Linked DNA regions of Rattus norvegicus: region 2 is linked to region 1. A link is a contact called in public Hi-C data. All regions are on one chromosome and are shown on one strand. The core of a region is the stretch at or near the end of the contact, and the rest is flanking DNA. Distances in the headings are between cores, read along the strand shown. Region 1 overlaps Ankrd17 (ankyrin repeat domain 17). Region 2 holds the start of Cox18 (cytochrome c oxidase assembly factor COX18).

Evidence for each region. Hi-C and Micro-C count contacts between places; a contact is called where the count stands out from the background.
Region 2: a contact with region 1 is called in a Hi-C map of liver, with 1.6 times the contacts expected there. The contact joins the promoter of Cox18 here to the enhancer-like site in region 1. A contact is called at or near these places in 7 of 12 Hi-C or Micro-C datasets (the A7r5 cell line, Schwann cells, frontal cortex and 3 more).

The regions. Positions count from the first base shown.
Region 1 is chr14:18,098,204-18,104,785 of GRCr8, forward strand. All of the region lies in intron 16 of Ankrd17 (ankyrin repeat domain 17), which reads left to right. Among named protein-coding and RNA genes, the nearest start is that of Cox18, 49 kb to the right of the region's middle. Within about 2 kb of position 3,773, at least 1 of the 93 cell types and tissues checked has an H3K27ac peak or open chromatin away from gene starts, as enhancers often do. A contact at or near this core is called in liver, where this site is marked.
Region 2 is chr14:18,144,486-18,151,335 of GRCr8, forward strand. It overlaps Cox18 (cytochrome c oxidase assembly factor COX18), which reads left to right and starts at 5,511. Exons shown (of 6, transcript NM_001106000.1): 1 at 5,511-5,899. The coding sequence starts at 5,576. It overlaps Ankrd17 (ankyrin repeat domain 17), which reads left to right. Exons shown (of 34, transcript NM_001401338.1): 34 at 138-1,495. The coding sequence ends at 197.

The DNA.
Region 1 (6,582 bases), core at 2,523-5,022:
GATTGGTTCACTGGAATCACATCACCGCCTTAGTGATCGTACGCATCAAGTCTGCGTTGTCAGAGACTCCAGATACAATTAATCTATCAAGCCAGACATGGTGGCTCACACCTAATCCTAGCATTTAGAGGGATAATCAGTATATTGCGTGAGTTCAAGGCCAGCCCAGACCTTCAAAGTCAGTGCCAGGTCTGGCAAGCTAAAACTTTTAGTTTTAAAAAGATTAGGATATAAGCAAAGTAACTTATGCAAGATTAAAATGAAACCAGAACTGTGATCCCAGCCCTTGGGAAGTTTCATAAAGAGGATCAAGAGTTCAAGGTCATCCTTAGTTGTATAATTAGTTGAAGCTACTCTGGTTTACATCACACCCTGTCTCAATACAACGAGAGTTAGGATTGGTGAATGCTTCTTAAAGAGGTGATGATGAGGTGTTTATAAAAGAAGCGGCTGGGGCTGAGACTACATCGGTGGAGAAGTACGTAAAGTCCTGGGTTCAGTCTAGCCTCAGCAAAAGGTGATTAGTCAACTTTATGTTTCTATATGTTATTACTTGTATTATTAAACTTTTCCCCCTTGAGACAGGGTGTCTGTATAGCCTAGGCTGGTCTCCCAACAATCTTCCTTAAGCCTCCTGAATGCTGGAATTAGACATGAATCATCACGCCTGGCTATATACCGCTTTTAAAACTTTTGGTGGAATTACATATGGTAATGAGGAAATATTTTGAATTTATGTAATTTTAACTGAGATTCTATTGAGGGGACAGAAACACTTTCTTTATAGATTATCTGAAACAATATATACGAGGTGAAAAAAGAGAACTGTTAGGTTTAGAAAGGCTCTATTAAATAAAGAAAGGCTCTATTAAATAAAAGCTGTTCCATTAAAAAAATTAGTTGATTTCTAGCCCTAAGGAGATGGAGGCAGGTGGATTTCTAGATGAGTTTGAGGCCTGTTAGGGCTTCATAGTAAGACCCTGTCTCACTAAATAGATAAGATTTAATTGACTGTGCATTGCAAGACTCCTTAATGCTTTCCATCAAGCCTAATAGCCTCAGTTTGATTACAGTAATCCACATTGTAGGAGAATAAACCCACCTACCCTTGTTACCTACCCTTGTACTATGCCATGTGTACATGCCTGCGGGAGTACACACACACACACAACTCTTATATATTTGTAAGTTGAGTGTGATGTCTCAGGGCAAGATGGAGTTGGCAAATTTAGCTTGTTTTTATCTCGACAATGGCCAAAAGATGGCAGTCCCGGTGCCACAAGCCTATAGTCTGAGTGCCTAAGAGATAGAGGCAGGGAGTACATACAGAGTTCCTTTTCAGCTACATCGTAATTCTGAGGATGTCTTGGACTACAAGAGGACCTTGTCTCAGAACAAATCAATGAAGTAAGATTACATTAAAATGCTAAGAAGTATGTTAGGAGAAACTGTTAAAAGAAAGTGGTAAAGTTACGGGGCTGGAGAGATGGCTCACTGGTTAAAAGCACTGAGGATCCTGGTTCAATTCCCAGCACCTGCATGGCAGCTCACAACTGTGTATAACTCCAGTTTCAGGGGACCTGGTACCCTCATAGATACGTATGCAGGCCAAAAAAGAAAAGAAAAAGAAAAATCCTTTAGAGAAAGGTAAAGAAAATGTTTGGGGTTTATATTTGTATTATTTTGATGAGTCCCTGGGGTGAAGTATATGCTGTTAAAACTTAAAACCATCTTTTTATAATTTGAATTTCAAGGAGTGTATGTATATACCATTAAAACCATGTACTTTTTATGTATGGGTTTGTTAATTTATTCTTAGACAGGGTTTTACTGTATAGACCAGGCTAGCCTGAAACTCAGAACTGCCTGTCTTTGCACTCCTAATGCTGAGATTCTTAAGTGTGCACTACTATCTCACGCCTTTCTTGTTTGTTTTATGTGCACGTATTTGACCTGCATGTTTTTCTCTGTTCCACAAGCATGTTGGTCTCTATGGAAGCCAGAAGAATGTCCTGAAACAGCCAGCCATGAGCTGCCATGTGGGTGCTGGGGAAGGAGCTAGGTTGTCTGCAAGAGCAGCAGGTGCACTGACTCAGAACCTCTCTCTTATCCTCAGACCAGGCCACTTACTTTACTATCTGGGAAGGAGGCTCTGCACTTTGGGTGTTTGCTTGGAGGGCGAAGCAGCTGTGAGTCTTGACCTAGCTTGCCCGAATTCATGACCTTCTGGGTTTGTCTTCTGGTTAGGGAGAATTACAAGTGTGCACCATTGCACTCAGTGAGATACCATTCATGCTGCTTAGTCCCTTTTAAAATTGCAAAAGCCATGTGCATTTATATTATTGATCAAATAGTAGAATTCAGTAAAACCTGGCATTGAATATTCATTATTCCCCTTGTCCTTTTGATCTTGAGACTATTGCATTTGACCAGAAGTGTGTGCTGATTTTTAGGAAACTAAGATACTGTGTAGGGGCCCTTAATGCAACGTTAAGTTCTTGTTTTCCAAACATCTTCAAATGTAATGTGTGTCCAAGCACAACTGATTTTACTGAATATATTAAGTTATTAATGATGAAATAATTTTACTGCTTAACCAACAGCCATGTAAATTGAAATGTACTTTGGTTTATCTATAAAGATTTGACTGACGGCTGCCAGGCAGTGGTAGGTACTGGCACACACCTTTAGTCCAGGCACTCAACGATACCTGAGTCCAAGGACGGCTAGGTTTCCAGAGCGAGTTCCAGGATAGCCAAGACTAAAACAGAGAAACCCTTGAAAAACCTAAAAACTAACAAAAAGTGATCTGACTATGGGTCCTTAAAATATCCATGTTTGGGAACTTGAGCTCAGCAGTTAGGATTACCTGTTGTTCTTACAGGGGTCCTACTGTTATGGTTTCCAGCATTTCCATGGTGGTTGACAGCCTTCCTTAACTCAAGTTTTTGGTGATCTAGTGCCCCCTTCTAGTGCCCCTGAGGGTACCAGGCAGTTATGTGGTGCACATATATGTAGGCAGAACACACATACGTTACATGAATAAATAAATGGGTAGGTTGGTTGGTTGGTTTTTAAAATCCCTATTTGGTTTCTATATCAAGGCTTTTAAAAACTTGTTGCATTTTTACCTAACATGACTTAAGTTTGATATTTGTGCTTGTCTACATATCAAATAGAACAGGTAAAATAATGATTTTACCTTCTTCCTCACTTAGTTATTGAAGTTGATTTAAAAATTTCGTCAAGGGAGGTACTTCAATAAAAGTGTAAAATTCTTTTTAAAAAAAATGAAATCTCTAAAAATATTTGATGCTAGATAAAAATTCCATCAGCTTTGATGTAAATAGTTTGATTTGTATAACCAAACTGTGCTTGAACACACAAATAAAACACTGACTACTACCAGACTGAGGAGCCACTGTGAAACCGAGCACTCTCAAATGAGAGAGATGTTCTTTTTCCGTCTACTGCTATTCTGAAGTATTCAGAGGTGCAATTCCTGTATTTGAGCCATGGCACAAACTGGGCAAAAGGTTTTATGAAGTTGTAAATAAAATTTGGAGATTGGACTTCGGCCCCCCGAATTGATTACTCTTTGTTTGTATGAACTGCTATGGACCTTTCTCAAGTTAGAAAACTTAAATTTAAAAAATGTAGTCTTCGTTATTTCCATCCATCAATATCTCTTCAGAGGTGTAGGTGTGGGCTAAGAGTATGACCCAGTTGGTAGAGTACTGCCGTAGCATGCAAAGAGTCCTGGGGTTCCTGTTCCAGCTCACAAGCCGTGTCAGGAAAATCAAAGCTTGAATGTCATCCATTGGTGCATACATAGCTAGCCTGGGTTACATAACCTATTAAGTAACTTAACTTGCTTAACATGAAGACTTAAACTATAGCTGGGTGTGAATTATTGAGTAAAACAGCCTCATGCCTGCAATCCTTACACTTGGAAGGGTGAGGATCATCTCAAGTTGTAGGTCAGCCTAGAGTTTAGAATGTTATGGAGTCAGTAGTCCCTCCCCCAACTCCTAAGGAAGTAAAACACAACTGTATGTGACACTGTCTTATTCTTCAATTGCCTAAGTCTGAGGCTGGGGGATTGGGTGTTGGAGGCTAACTAGCCTGGCATGTATTAAGCAGACTCACTCTGTCACAAAGCAAAACAAAACAAAACAAAACAGCAGATTCACTTACAGATGTATCAGTTGGAGAGACGGCTCTGGTTTAAAAGCATTTGCTGCTCTTGCAGAGTATCTCAGCTGCCTCTGACTCAGGTCTGGGAAAGCTCACACCCAGCCTCTTCCGCACACACAGGAAGGTCTGAGGGCAGCCTACAGTCTAATGATACAGTCTCAAAGGAAAATGACGTGCATTCTGTCCCGCTTCATATGATTGTGCTTAGAAAAGCAGTTCATTAAAATTAAGCTTAAATTTGTCCATTTTTCTTATTCATCTGATACCTTAAATGTTAGTTAAACTTACACATAATCTGTCTGTACAGAGAATCAAACACTTGAAATTGAGAAGATTCTCTATTTGCAGGTATTTAAAATATTTAGCTCTTTCGGTGCCTTTTGCTTTTGAGTGTAATTAGTTTAGGAATAAGTTTGCTTCCCATACTAAATTCTTTTCAACCTGTATAACATTAGCTAGTTGAAGGTTTTTTCCTACAATACTCTCATGTTTTATACCCCTTTGAATTAAGTCATGGGTATGGTTCTATCAGCTAGTCATGTAAATAATTTATAAAGGTGCTTCTCTGCTTTACTGTTTTTGAGTTTCTCACTGTGTGTCATTCATTAGCTGTCCAGAACTCACTGTATAGACCAGGCTGGCCTCAACTAGAACATTCACCAAACCATACCTATCCTGAATTGCTGAGAGCTGCTACCGTGCCTGGTTCTTTATACGTGTACATGCACACAAGCACAACGTTGTTTTTCTTCCTTTCCTTTTCCCCCCTCCCCTTCTCCCTCTGTTTGAGATTTTACCTTGGGTACTTGATAAAGTAATAAAGTAACTGTGTGGCCAGTATGTGATGTTAAGTCTGCCGTAAAAGATTCTTTCTGTACTTTACCTCTCAGACACTCTATTGTACTGAAAATCATTGTTAATATTCCAGTTTTTATTAATGGATTATAAAGCAAGGTAATTTCAATCTGAAGTTCTCATGTTATCTTCAAACATTAGTTCCTATAAATTATTGATGAAAAAACTGGAGTGAGCCTCCTACCTCCTGTAACTGACTAATTCCCTAAAGAGTTTAAAAGCTCTCCTTACTCAGCTTTAAATATCCTTTTTTATTTCTTTAAATAGTTCAAGGTATTTTTTTAATAGCTTTTACTTAAATTACTCTGTATAGTCATTGACAAGATCCTGTGGGCTCCTATATTTACTTTGTCAGTCTAACATGGAAGACAGCACTTTGAAAATGACGCTTAAAATTAATTAGTTAAATATATGTTTTATGATAAGGAAATATGTTTTACTGATCACCTTTTTTTATGCTTGTTTTTTCATATTTTGTATATTTTTGTGCACTCAAGTAGGACATTACTGTTATAAATTACTCTAAAAGAATGTTTGCGCCTCATACCTAAAGCTGTCTGTAGGTTGCATATGGTTAGCAGTGGGCAGGAAAGGACAGGTATTTTAACTGTCTCAGAATACTTTCAGAGTGTCTGATTCAGCTTGCTATATAGAACGTCCTTCTTGGTCTTTAAAAGCTCATCTTTAGCAGTTACAGTGGCCATTAGAAAGTTGCTTTATCTGACTTTGTTTCCTTTTCTGTGAAATGAGACCGTCCTTTTTTATGCTTCAGCATACACTGCAGCCCAGAACCGTGGCTCGTTGAGCTTTCATGTCCTTCTCCATTGCTGTAGCCGGCGCGGCTCTCCTTTGCGGCCATCCCCGGTCTCTGCAGTCAGTGCTCTGTCTCTGCAGCCTCTGCAGAGCAGTTGCTGCGGCTCCCCTCCATCACGGACTGACTAGTAGGCTTTTCTCAGTGCTTGACTCTTGATCAATTACAATTTTTGTCTTGTTTTTAGGTTTTTTTTGTAATGGAATTTGACATTTACAGGTATACAGTTATATAGTATGGCTTCTTATGTAAATATTAGTGTAGAAGAACATAAATATTTTATCTAAGTCTGTATTAGTAATAGTCTTTGAATATGTGACTTTTTACAGCTGTTGCTATTCATTGAACATTCCACTGATGTTTGCTGAACAAAAAAGGGAATGAAAACATAGCATAAGTTCATTAGTTTTCTAAGAGTTTCATGGTCACCAAGTGTTTGAATCCCAGTGTTTAGGAGGCAGGCACAGGTAGAACTTAGGCGAGAGCCTCTCCAAAGCAAACAGTATGGCAATAGAATATATGCATCCTCCAAGAGGAAATGAAGCTGGCCTGACACCGCTGCACCTGATCGTGACTCTACTCCTGGGGGTCACGTGGGATTGTGAGTTCAGGCCAGCTTCAGCTACACAGTGAGACAGGGAGCAAGTGGATTTCTGTGGTCTACATAAGGAGTCGGCCAAGTCTTCAGAGTAACACCAGTCCCCCAAAGAAAACCCACC
Region 2 (6,850 bases), core at 4,261-6,760, 48 kb after region 1:
ATCTGGCTATATATGTTGAAGATTGAATAGATAGATTACGTTGTCTTAGTCCATAAACGCTTGTTTCTCCGAGTATTATCTTAACCTAAGAATCTGCCTGGTTTGCATTTGGTGACACAAATGCTCTGTGTTTGCAGGTGTGGACCGGACCCTGGGCACCTCATATGAACAGTGTGCACATGAACCAGCTTGGCTGATGAGGACAAACCTGTCAGCCTGCAGATTCCTTTCATTCAGAGGAAGTCACAAGTGGCCGAGAAACATTTTTATGCTCCCAAATCATTCTACTGATGTGCTTGACTGAAGTGTGTAGGCTTTTTGCAGAAGAACTTACTAACTGACCTATTTTCTGTGAACATTTGTGACAGCCAATTCTCCATTATCATCCGTTTTTACCTTAGTTAGCATTTTTTCTTATTTTTCTTCTTTCTTTCCCTCCTCTCCTTTGGACATGACTTTCTGTTGAAGCTGTTCTTTGGCTGGTTGGTTTTAGTACTGTAAACTGCTTCTGAGCAAACACGGAAATTTAGCAAAATTATGTAAACTTGATCCTGAAGTTTTAGAATGGCAAATAAATGTACAATTGTTTACATAACAGAAAAGGCTAAGCAGAAAGTAAATTTCAGTCTGTCAGTCTAGAGGCTCTACTTCATGTAGACTTAAACTCATGTGAGATATGTACTTCATACTCAGAAACCTGGATGTCTCCTTCATACATTAAACTATTAATAAGCACCACTTTTCTACTTGTATAATTTCAGCATAGGTGACCTGATGGGCATTATCAGTGGATGTCCCTACGTTAGCTCTGCAGCACCCAGCGTACTCCCTAGTGGGTTTGTTTGTAGCAAGGCAGATAGAAGAAATTTCTGGCTTTTCCATGTCTTTATTCAATTGGTCACACTTTTCAAACTCACGCACACATATCTCTTCAGTGTGGACTTTCTTTGCCACGATGACTCCGTAGTTAGACTCTCGTGCACAGTAGTATAAAGCCTTTCCTGTAGTGGCTGCTGCACTGATGTGAAGCATCTTCAGTGGCACCAGTGGTCTCTTCTAACCGGAAAACTTCAGACTTTTGAGCAACTTAAAAGCCACCACAGTTCTCAGTCAGCATATATTGTTTATTTTTAAAGATTTCAGCATATTTTATATTGGATACTATTGATTCTTATTAACATTGGCTCTTCCTGGTCAGCGAGAGTCAACATGCAGTTTTCCCGTTTCCAGCATCTATGTCTTAGTTTGAAAGGCTCCTTGCTCTCTGCTACTTGTTGGTAGAAGTGAAAAGGATGAACAGCTAACTTGGGCCAACTCAGAAAGGAGTGTTTGGGTTTGTTTTTAAAATGATTTATGGTCAATCCATGAATACACAGATTATAAATTAAAATCTCCATTTAACCTGTTTATATGTGATTCAGGGCCACACTAAACTACTCAGTGGGAATTATATATTCCATCCACTTGAAACAATAAACAATAATGTATACAAGAAGAGTATGTGTCCTGCCCTGTCTCCTATGGAAAAGTACTCACATGGTTGAAATATAAATGGTTTATATGTGAGAAATGCTGTCGTAGGACATGTCAAATACTATCAGTTTGGTTTTTAATTAGACAAACTTTTCACAGTAAAACCTGAATGAAAGCTTACGCACCCCCAGCTGAGGTTGATAATGTCATTCATTGGTTGTCGTAGTGTATGATGTGACATGATCCTGCAGTAACCGGAGTAGAGTTTACAGTAGTTCTCAAACCACCCAGCGTACCTCACATGCTGTGGATGCACATTTAGTTTCTATCTCTGCGTAGTACACCCAGATTAGGAGGAAGGTAGCCTATAAATACAGCCGTGAGCTTAAAAGAAAATTCAAAAGCACTTTACTCACACAAAATAACAAAACTGTGATGTTGACATTTTGTATTTAATTTTGCCACAGTTCTGTCTTCTTCCTTCTCACAATACTTTTCTGAGAGAACTAGTTATTTTCTGACTAAAATAATGGAGTTGGAGAGCAGACACTACTCAGAGTGCTATCACATGTGAGTAGTGTTCACATAATCTTAATGAGTGTCTTACTGATAAAGGAAGAAGGGTGGAAGTGGGGTGTTTTACTCATTTTAGAATGTGGAGCATGGAAATAGATTTGAGCCCTGTATCTCTGGGCTGAGAGAGGACAGTGCCACAGTTGTAGAAATTTGTACGAGAAACATTTTCAAATACATTTTTATACTTCAGATGTATTATAGAACATTTTATTTATTTAAACTATAAAAAAGTTCCCCTTCCCCCCCTACAGATTATCTCTGCCCACTACATAGTTTGCTTCCTTTTAAGAAGTGACTTAACAGATAGCTGTGCTGGCATATCCCTTAAAATCCCAGGGGCAGCCAGGGCTACAAAGAGAAACCCTGTCTCAAAAAAGAAAACAAGTGTGCCAGTGGTGGTGCATGTCTCTGAGCGAGGCAGGAGGGTCTCTGAGTTCAAGGACAGCCTGGTCTATAGAGTTCCAGGCCCAATAGGGCTACATAGTGAGACCCTCTCCTAACCCCCCCCAAGGGAAAAATACACCTAGATCTGACTTCAAGGGGTTATTTCTTATACTTTTTCATAAGTATAAGTAATTTGCCTCATACATATTTTCTTAAATCTTCCTCAGTTTGGAAATCTTATTTGGAAAAAGAGCCCTCTAAAATGACATAATCTATACTAAAATCTTGAGTATTGTGTTAATATTCTATAATAAAAAAGTTGAGGTTTAGGGTTTGAATGATTAGTAAAGTGCATGTCTAGTATATGTCAAGCTGGTTAATCCTAGCACATGCCTGTGGTGCTTATAATTCCAGCTGAGGTTGGCGTGTAACACTGGAGCTTCCTGCCTCTGCCTGCTAAGCACTGGATTCCACTGAACGGTGCTGCTTGCTTTCATCCCATCCTAAGACGAATGTAAGAACCATTTAGGACCATCTGTTGACATTGGTGTGGAGGGGGAGGCCTAAGACTGGTATGCATTCCTTGAGTTTGCTATGTAACTTAGGTTGACCTCAACTTGTAGCATTATTTAAAAAAAAAAAAAAACATATTAGACTGGAAATGGAATAGGTAGGCCAGGCTGGCCTCAAGCATACCTAGCTGTCTTTGAAAGAGTACCAAGTACTCTTAACCTCTAAGCCATCTCTCCAGCCCCCTTAGTTGGCTCTCTTCAAAGAAATGAAAGGTTGAGAAGGAAAATTAGTTGTATAACAGTAAAGTTAAAAAAAGTTGACCGCAAATACTGAGAAATGTTATAAATATACGAAGTTAATTTGCCATGTTAGGATTGTTAACTTGCCTTAATAACATCATTTTACACTATAATGTGCAATTCAAAACATTCACAATGTTGAATGTGATGTATATTAGGGATAATATGATTCGTGATTTACGGCTACTTCCCCTGGCTTTCTCACATAGACAGCAAGTTCTGATTGGATATTTGGTCAGGGGTTAAGAGCACTTGTCCTCTTGCAGAGGATACTGAAGGATTTGATAACCAGCACCCAAATGGCTCACAACCATCTATAACTCCAGTTCCAGGGGATCTGATGCCCTCTTCCAACCTTCAAGGGCACCAGGTAGGCAAGTGGTGCAGTGCACATAAAATATATGTTAGATTCACATAAAATGCTAAAATTTTTTTAAACAATTGCAAAAAAAATACCTTGTTACAGTAAGTTTCAGAGGGTTATTGCAGGCAGTGGCCCCTTATAATTTTGGGTGTTTTGAAAAAGATCTCTAGTGAGACCCAGACTTGAATTCCAACCCTGCCTTTGCTTCTGGAACTAGGACATGGGGATTGCTCAGAGTACAAAGTCAGCCTGTATTATAGAGTAAGTTCTTGAGTAGCCTGTGCTACACTGAGGACCTATATCTCAAGGGGGCTTGGGGAAAGCATAAAGCTGTGCCTGATAACCTTAATCCAATCCTTAGAATTCTCTTTCCAGAAGGACAGGATTGGCATCTTCAAGTGGTCTCTGATCCCACATGGGTTTCCTCCTCAGGGTTAGAGATAGATTTACCAACACATGTACATTATTAATAACACTACACATGCTCATATGCAACATTATATAAGTATTAATAAGTTTAGTTCACATTCCAGTATATGGGTTTGATTTTTAATTGATTTGTTATCATTACTTTGACTTCTATGAATACAGGTGCTTGGAGATATCAGAAGAGGTGGTCAGATACCTGTACTTGTAGAAAACATTGTGTTAAAATTTCAGTAATTGCTTGAAAATTTTGGTTTACACAATAGATTTATTAACAATGGGCTTATTTCTACAGAGTGAAAGTATTGTTTATGCTTACTATAATCAAGTACAAATTCACTTATTTTCCCAGTGTTGAGAATTGATTCTAGGGTCCCATGTGGTAAGTTGGAGCTTGCGGGAATTGTTATTTAATGAACTTCTCTGGCTTAAGGCCATTTTGGAAGGGCCAACTGGATATTACCAGTTCTGAGGAAGGAGGGTGGGGAGCACTACTAGTTTAAGTTGGCAAGAGATAGGTGAGTTTTAGAAAAGGGGGTTGTGGTATGGGAGCTGAAGGCAGGTTACCCAAGTTGCAGAAAATAAGTTACCCGATCGCTTTGGTAGCTGTCCACCGTTTGGCTTTATCTACTGGGAGAGGTTTCTATTTTTTTTTAAATTTTTTCCCTTTTTTTTTGGGGGGGGGGGTTCTAAACACTCAATTCACTTTGGCCTACCCTAGGTGTGGGCGCTTCGTTGTAAGAAAACTCCTTGTCCCAATTATTTGCAGTAGCCAGGAACATAAAAGTGAAAAACTCACTGTTTTTGCATGCCCTGTGCAGTCCATTTAACCAGAAAACAGTGCTCCCGCTGAAGTAAAATTGTGTTGATGGTAATTCACTTTGTAGAATGAATAATAGTATTTTTTCCTGCTTCTTATCATGATGGTGATTCCTTTCAATCTCACTAGGTAGCCCTGGCTCTCGAGTGCTGGGATTAAAGGCGTGAGTCACCACTCGGCATTCTACATTCTCCTATTTATAAAGGAATATAGAATGTTAACCAGGACAGATAGACAGTTAAGTCTTATTATAAGGTAGAACTGTGCCTAGGGTATAAAGGACGCAGACTAACGCTGAGCGAGCCAGAAACACTCATTGCTCTCAAAGTAGGTGTTTCAACTGTGCGTGGAGGAAGCGGAGCTACAAACTATTCGCGTCTTGGGCGGGAGCAGCCGGGTCACAAAAAGTGCTCAAGCCACAATTTCCTTGGTTAGAAACTGAAACTCAACAGCAAGGCAGTTTGCTTGCCCCGCCTACCCCCTGCAGTTCCGGTTCCTGCTCTGAGCTCCACCCCAGTAAGGAAAGGAGTCTTCAGAACCGCAAGCTGCTTTGTGCCGCGTGGGAAAGGCGGGGCCTACGTCATCTCTAGCGCGACGCTGGACTTCATCGCTTTGGCTGAGTAGGTAAGGCGGGGCCTCAGACTGGCGCATGCGCTCAGCCTCCTGATGGCCAAGGTCTAGGTGTCTTCCTCGCTGACCTGCCGCCCGTCGTGTCTAGCCATGCTATGCGGATCGTGTGCCGGGTTGCTCCGGTCGCTGCGCACCTTGCAGCTCCGGGCACCGGGATCACTGCCCGCCTGGAGCAGCGCGCGGCTCCCAACCCTTCCGGTATGGGCGGCCGCGTCGGTTTCGGCGGCCTCTCCGGGTGGCTGGTATGAGGCCCTGGCAGCGTCGGCGCCCGTGCATGCGGCGGAGGAAATGCTGCTGAGCGCGCAGGAGACCACAGGCCTCCCTTGGTGGGGTAACATCTTACTCAGCACCGTTGTCCTGCGTGGTGCTGTCACTCTGCCCCTGGCCGCCTATCAACATTACATCCTTGCTAAGGTGAGGAGTGATGGTCCCGTGCTGCCTGTCTGCTTGTGTTAACCATCGAGGCTGCGTCTTTGCTAAAATAATTTAGTTAGCATTTTATGTTCAATGATGGTTGCTGACCCGACCTACCAAGTCTTTATTCGAAATACAAGTGCTTCCCAAACTTTTGGTTGAGACCAGTATGCAGAAGAAATGGCATGGATGAGCCTGTAACACTGGGGACGTAAACGTTTAACGGTGTGCCTGCAGCATTGTTTGTCACTTTTTTTTTTTAACTGCTCTTTATTAGTAGGAGGGTATCACTAAGTTAGCAGTTTCCAAACTTAGATTCTTAACCGTGGGCCTACCACCTACTACCCTTATCTGACGAGTTAGCCTTTTAGGAACTCTTTTCAATGGATTTGGTATAGCATTACCCTCCGGGCTGCTCCGGAGGTGAGATTAAGTCATGGGTTTAAGTACTTTGAGTGACAGAGGATTGCCAGGAAGCAGTCACAGTGAGGTGTTAACATGGAATGCTGTTTTCTCTGTAGTGGGGAATCTAATGATGGAATAGTAAAATCCAAGATGCAGCTTTTATTTACTCCTCAAAATCCTATGGAGGAGGTGCTGTTAGGTTTAGTACATACTGGGAATCAGAGGTTATGCACAGCCAGAATTAGGCACCCATGACCAAGAAGTTGCAGTTGGTTAAACTCAGTGTGGTTACCAAGATCACGTAGATAGGTGTACAACAGGAATTTAGATTTGGGGCTAAAGATATTTTAAGCAAGCTAATTATTAGATATTAAATGTTTCTGATTACAAATGTGATGAGTAAATGACATTTGCACATAGTCTAAAGAACAGAGAAAGAATAGAATTGTGAGTTTGATTGTCCTGACCAAATGCTGAGTGGAGGAAGAAGGATTATATGGTTTATAGGTTACATAGTCCATCATGGCGGGGCTGCTGAGCAGGAGC